Linked DNA regions of Danio rerio: region 1 is linked to region 2. A link is a contact called in public HiChIP or PLAC-seq data. All regions are on one chromosome and are shown on one strand. The core of a region is the stretch at or near the end of the contact, and the rest is flanking DNA. Distances in the headings are between cores, read along the strand shown. Region 1 holds the start of ramp1 (receptor activity modifying protein 1). Region 2 holds the start of creb1b (cAMP responsive element binding protein 1b).

The links. HiChIP or PLAC-seq counts read pairs in DNA pulled down with a chosen protein or histone mark.
Region 1: a contact with region 2 is called in an H3K4me3 HiChIP or PLAC-seq map of embryo, with 5 times the contacts expected there. The contact joins the promoter of ramp1 here to the promoter of creb1b in region 2. A contact is called at or near these places in 1 of 18 Hi-C or Micro-C datasets (an unstated tissue) and 1 of 4 datasets of contacts at active chromatin or transcription factors (embryo).

Annotation. Positions count from the first base shown.
Region 1 is chr9:30,537,964-30,540,849 of GRCz12tu, reverse strand. ramp1 (receptor activity modifying protein 1) reads left to right here and starts at 1,601. Exons shown (of 3, transcript NM_001002693.2): 1 at 1,601-1,964. The coding sequence starts at 1,919. LOC141376144 (a long non-coding RNA gene) reads right to left here and starts at 144. Exons shown (of 2, transcript XR_012385452.1): 1 at 1-144.
Region 2 is chr9:29,947,251-29,950,423 of GRCz12tu, reverse strand. creb1b (cAMP responsive element binding protein 1b) reads left to right here and starts at 1,910. Exons shown (of 7, transcript NM_001017818.1): 1 at 1,910-2,024.

The DNA of each region.
Region 1 (2,886 bases), core at 352-2,851, 590 kb before region 2:
GTCAGATGGGATGGTGGGCCAAATTAAAGGTTACCATGGCCCTATTTTGAACATTTTTGGATTAAAGGATTTGTATAACATTTCTAAAGGACATATTTTGTTGTTGTTATTGCTAGTCACTGAATTAAAAACTTGATTAAGACCCTTAAGCAGGTCGCACACCATAAGCGCCGCTCGGCGCCGCGACACGGCGCGTACATGACAGTTTAAAGTATCACACACCAGACGCGCACATTCGAATGATATTTAACATGAAACTAATCAGATGGCGCTCTGTGGCGCGGCTGAAAAATGAACTGCGTCCTGAGCCGTCGCCGGGCGCCGCCGACAGCCGCCGACTTGCGGCGCCGGTGTGTGTATCCTGATAGAAACCTATGTTTAGAATTCTAAAATACATGGCGCTGCGTGGCGCTTCTGGTGTGCGACCTGCTTTAGGACGCAGTTCATTTTTCAGCCGCGCCACAGAGCGCCATCTGATTAGTTTCATGTTAAATATCATTCGAATGTGCGCGTCTGGTGTGCGATACTTTAATCTGTCATGTACGCGCCGTGTCGCGGCGCCGAGTGGCGCTTCTGGTGTGCGACCTGCTTTAGATGAATAGTTTTCACCCATTGATGGATAAATGGTTTAATTACAATTCATTATGAATATTGGAACAATTACACACATTAAAGTATTCCAACTGCTTTTAGATTACTTTTGGCCTAACTCATTTATTTAATAGATTTGAATGGAATTATTATTGGGTACTGTATTTTCTTGTCGTGCTTGAATTGAGTATTAGGTTGAACTATTTCAATAATTTTATCATGTAGTTAAAAAGGCAACTGATTATGAACTTTTTTTGATGCACAATCGAACTAAAATATGTATTTTTCTAGGTCTGATTATACGCTTAAGATTACATATAAGCATATAACCCAATCCTACGTAACCTAATTTTTGACTTCTGTGTAAAATATCAACAACTCATAATAAACCTACCAAATATGTATTAGAACCACAGGGTTAACTTAGAAACGTTTTGTCACAAATCTTAAATTTGTAATTTTTTATAAATTTATTGTGCAATGCTAAAGCCCCACTAAGAAAATTCCATTCGTTTTTCTGCTACTTAATTCTAGCAGCACTGCTGCTGATGCTTTAATGATCAGACCAACTAATCATTTTGGCAAATGCACCTGTAATTCAGATTATGACCACAGATGGCGTATCATCTCACGTTTACTGGGGCTGGTTTCCTAAATTACGAATTTACATTTGGACATAAAAATTTGCACCAGTAAGCTACACAGAAAGTTTCGAGTCGAATTTCTTTTGTGTTATTTATTTATTAATAGCATTGGGTGTATTCACTATTTATAAATTGCAAATGAAGAAGACGGGAGTAAAATTGGAAGAAACAAAATGAACACTAAAACCTTGCATGATATTGGGGCTGCAAATGTTTCCTTTTCATTAACCGCAGAGTGAATCGTAGTGGTTTCCTCACTTCTGCAATCAATTAGTTTGATGTTTATTATTAGCTAGCATAAGTTGATGAGCAGTGAGGGAGGCGCTTCTCGTATAATGTTCCCACAAGCGCAGCTCGCATCTTTCAGTAGACGCGCCGCCACCGCGCGCCCGACCAACCACGAGAACTACTGAGCGCGCGCTCCAGCTGACCCGAGACCCGCTTCAGACAGGTGCTCGTTTGGGCTTATTTTGACGCTAAAGCAGTACTTTATGAAACACAGGGCATGCTGGCTGAGTGGAATAGAGGATTTCTTCCTTCCTTCAACGTCTTCAGTGCAGAACCAGCGCTGAATGAAACTGTATGAACAATTAGCTGACAGACGCTCAGATGTGTCTAGCTGTGAAGGAATAGCGACGATTAACCGACCAACAAAAAAAACTTGTGTTTGACATTGACGCGTCATGGCATCAGTGTCGTGGAGACACGCGCTTTTCGTCTTGGTAGCTGGTAAGTTAAACTGGTTTGTCCTGTTTGTTGCCTGCATTCCTGCCTATTATGCATGTTATTAAATTCCATGAAGGCTAGAAAATACAAAAAAAAAGTAGAAAAAGCTGAAACAAATGAGAAAGTATTATGTAGTTTGAAGGACTAGCGCTAGTCACTGTGGATATTCCTCAGCAAATGTTAACACAATTAAGCAAATATTGACTGTTTTTTATTTATTTTATTTATTTATTGTTCAACCGTAAATAACATTGAACTTTGTTGTAGTTGTCATTTTAACACTTAACTAAACGCTTAACTAAACGATTAAACTATAATAAAGCATGAGTTTGTATTTATAGAACCAAATATTTTGGAAAACGTTTTATTTAGTGCCTTATGAAAATTAACCATTGGTTTACTACGAATAAAACTAAAAATTAAAAATGTTAATTAAACTGTAGCTGCAGTGAAACTAATTATATATAATGTGGTTATGCCAAAAAACAGGTTAGCTACACACTAGTACTATAATAAAAATATGGCTTGGTTTCTTAAGCAGTTGGTTTTCAAATATATTTGTAGCATTATTAATTAACAGTATTTGCTGTAAGAATATTGTTTATTATGCTGATATTATATGTTGCACCATTGTTGTTCATTTATTTTTTACTGTTTAAATGTCTAAAAAACTAATTTTTATATAAATATATTTTGATTTTGGGTACTACGCACAGTTGTAAGCACTGAAAGTGTTGACAGAAAACATATAAAACTATGAATTAATTTGATCGCCACTGTAATGCTTTTTTGGTAAAAAAAAAACACAAATGCTCTGACCCCGGTATTTTTCACAATACACAGGGGTTGAAAATTTTGCATAAAGACATAAATTCATAAGTGACAAGCCCTCCCACGTATGGGTCAATTATCTAATTTTCTAATT
Region 2 (3,173 bases), core at 661-3,160:
CCATTTATAATGAGGTATGTTTGCGAATTTAGCATGTTCAATTCAGATAGGAAAGCCAGCGTCGACTAGTGCTAATAATAGGGTGATTTGTCTTTGTCTTGAAAATTTATGTTGAATTAATTATTAATTGATGAACACGATGGTTTTGTTTTGCATATGATGGATTGCCAATACACAGTTAACAACTAAAACTCACTGCTGGATAACATAACCATATAGCTTACGGGTTGCAGCTAGTGAACTTCAATACATCTTCATTAAGCAAATAGGTGTATCATGAGTTACAAATTTAAATACCATGGTTAAACTACATTGTAGCAAAGCATGGTTAATTTGTGGTTACCATAATTTAACTAAATAAAAGTAGCTTTTTATTGGTTGAAAACCTATACTGTAGAAATTACATTTCAAAATATAAACAAAATTTACTAAAACATAAATTCAGGTAATCTGTGATACTTTTTCGATTTGGACTTCAGCTCTCTTTTTCAATGTCTAACTAATTAGAACCACAAATTAGACTGTTTGGAAATCCCTAAGATGTTTCCTAACCAAGAAAGCATTATATAAACATTATCGAGAAAATCAATCCATGCCACACCTATTAGTATTTTTTAAGACAGGTCACTTCGTAATCTAGCACATGAAAAAGGCTGGAGTTTTCATGGCCTTAAAAAGTATATACTTGCCATATTTATGCATGCTAAACACAATTTTAACATTTTTTTTTGTGAGTGATTGTGTGTTTAAGTATGAAATAGAGACTGAGTGTGTGGGCAGTATGAGTGTGTGTGCGTAAGTGTGGGTGTGGGTGTTTATTCATTTGTTTCAAAAACACAGATTTCTTTACAATTTAAAATGGCATCTTTGGATATATTTTCTTCTGGAGATACTGCTGTCCTAAAAACAAACAAAAAAATGTAAATAAAAAAAAAATTGACACATACCTTATGAGCGTTATTACAGAACATTTTGGCGCATTTAAAACCTCGACTTTTCCAATCCTCGGTATACCTTGAAAACGGTTATTCTTCCACGCCTAGTAAGGTGTGTGTGTGTGTGTGTGTGTGTGTGTGTGTGTGTGTGTGTGTGTGTGTGTGTGTGTGTGTGTGTGTGTACACAAACATTGTAGCCTATATTCCATCTTTGTTGTCATTAAACTTATAAAGTCTCTCAATGCATATTTTCCCAATCGAAGGCTGTCCAAGATAAGCCAAATCATGTTGCAAATATGATTGATAAGGAGGAACAAAAAAAATGTTCGAAAGAAAAAAAAATCTAAAAGCTTCATATATATTTTGTTTCTTGAACAGATCACAAACATAATTTAACAACAATTGCGAACATTGTCTTATTTATTATGACAGCTTCATGTCCTTTACATTAATCTCAGAATCCTGTCACTGACCTGATCATCCAATTTTGATGAGAGCGAATTCCTAATTGTCAAGTGCCCTGCCTTGATTTTGTATGTTTAGCTTGTAAAATACATATTTGCCAAATTATTTACTAATAAAACACTAGTAAGGAACAAGGGGGAAATGCCACTACATAAATATTTGTACTACGTCTTTTATCCTCACCCACGGTTAATATAAAGTAGGCCTATATTTAACAGATGAGGTAGACAACAAGGACAAATTTTTTTTTAATTAACCAAAATGTTAGTTTCGTTATGTTAATGTCCATCTTCCACAGGGCGTAATAAAATAAACGGTTTCATCAAGAAAGAGAAAGCGAGAGAGATGCTCGTTGGCAAACTATCACCAGGAAATCGCGTTCGCGCCATTTCGTTCGGCTTCGGCGTCACTTCGTTTATATCCGTCACCACTCGGCTATTTCCGGCCCACTCTCGGTCGCTTTCGCCCAGTGCAGTGGGGTTGATGATCGGATTTTCGTCTCGTTCTCTGTGTTGTTGTTCTCGGTGACGCGACGGAGGTGTAGCCTGACGCGGTCTCTTACGTGTCGGCCTGAATAAAAGTGGAGCTCCGAGGGCTCGAGAGTGACGGAAGGAGTCTGTATCGGTAAGAGGAGACAAGTGTCCGGAGGGAAAGGGCTCGTCCAGAATGGCATAAGAGTCTGGTTTGGGTTCGGCCCGTTGGAAACAAAGAGATCATGGCGGCTGTAGTTGTTGCATGGAGAGGGAGGGGAGGCAAAACGGGAGACCAACTCAAACCCAGGGTGGGAAATCTTGATGCATGGTTGATCGTTTAAAATGCAAAGAAATATGGATGCACAACACCCCTGGTTTTCTTTATGCATCTGTACAGATCATATATGTGGGTTTTCCCCTTTCTTGTTAAATTGTTTCACGCCCTGGTTTCAAAAATGTGTGCTGCTAGGTGAATTCAGGATGTAATACTCTTAACGTTATATCATTCAGCAATGATTTAATCTTCTCTAATATCGTTGATTCATTGTGCGATTTATTGGACACGCCCTGATTATATTGCAGTCCTCCTGGGCTGAGTTATTATTGAAGTTTCATTATGCACGTTTTTAAACGAGCACCCTAAAGCAAATAACGTTAGATGTGGTTATATAAAAGTATAGCAAACTTTTTAATATCTGAACATTTCAGATGGCTAATAAAGAAATGCTAAATTGTTGCATGTTTTACATTAAGTTGCACCAGCCGATTTCAATACATGCTATTTAGATGATGCATGTTAAAGCATTTCTTCTGGTTTGCCAACAGTGTTTTTGAAATAACTAAACCGCGTTATTTTTTTGTTTTTTTTTTACATCAGTAGGTTTAATTTTAGATGCATGCTCGTTTTTAGATGTCAAGATTTACGAATGTACAGCAGCTACACGTTTCCGTGAATAATCTGTCTGGCAGAAAATAGGATTTGAAAAGTAGAGGGAGAACTATGCATGACCAATCAAACCACAGATAGACTATGAGCGTCATGAGATCACATTACTGTCTGTTCACGCTTTCTGCCATGCTGGAGCTCGCTCCCTCTCCTCATCTTTTCTATTTCAAGATTCTGCTATTGGTCTTTGTTTCACACCCAATGAGAATGTACAATACATTACATTTTTGTACATATTTGATCATTAATACACCCACTTAGCATTATTTGATGATTTTTGATATTGTACCATTATATACTTTATGTATTTTATATTTTTCAAAGTTAAGTGTAATCTTACCAGGGATAGAAAAA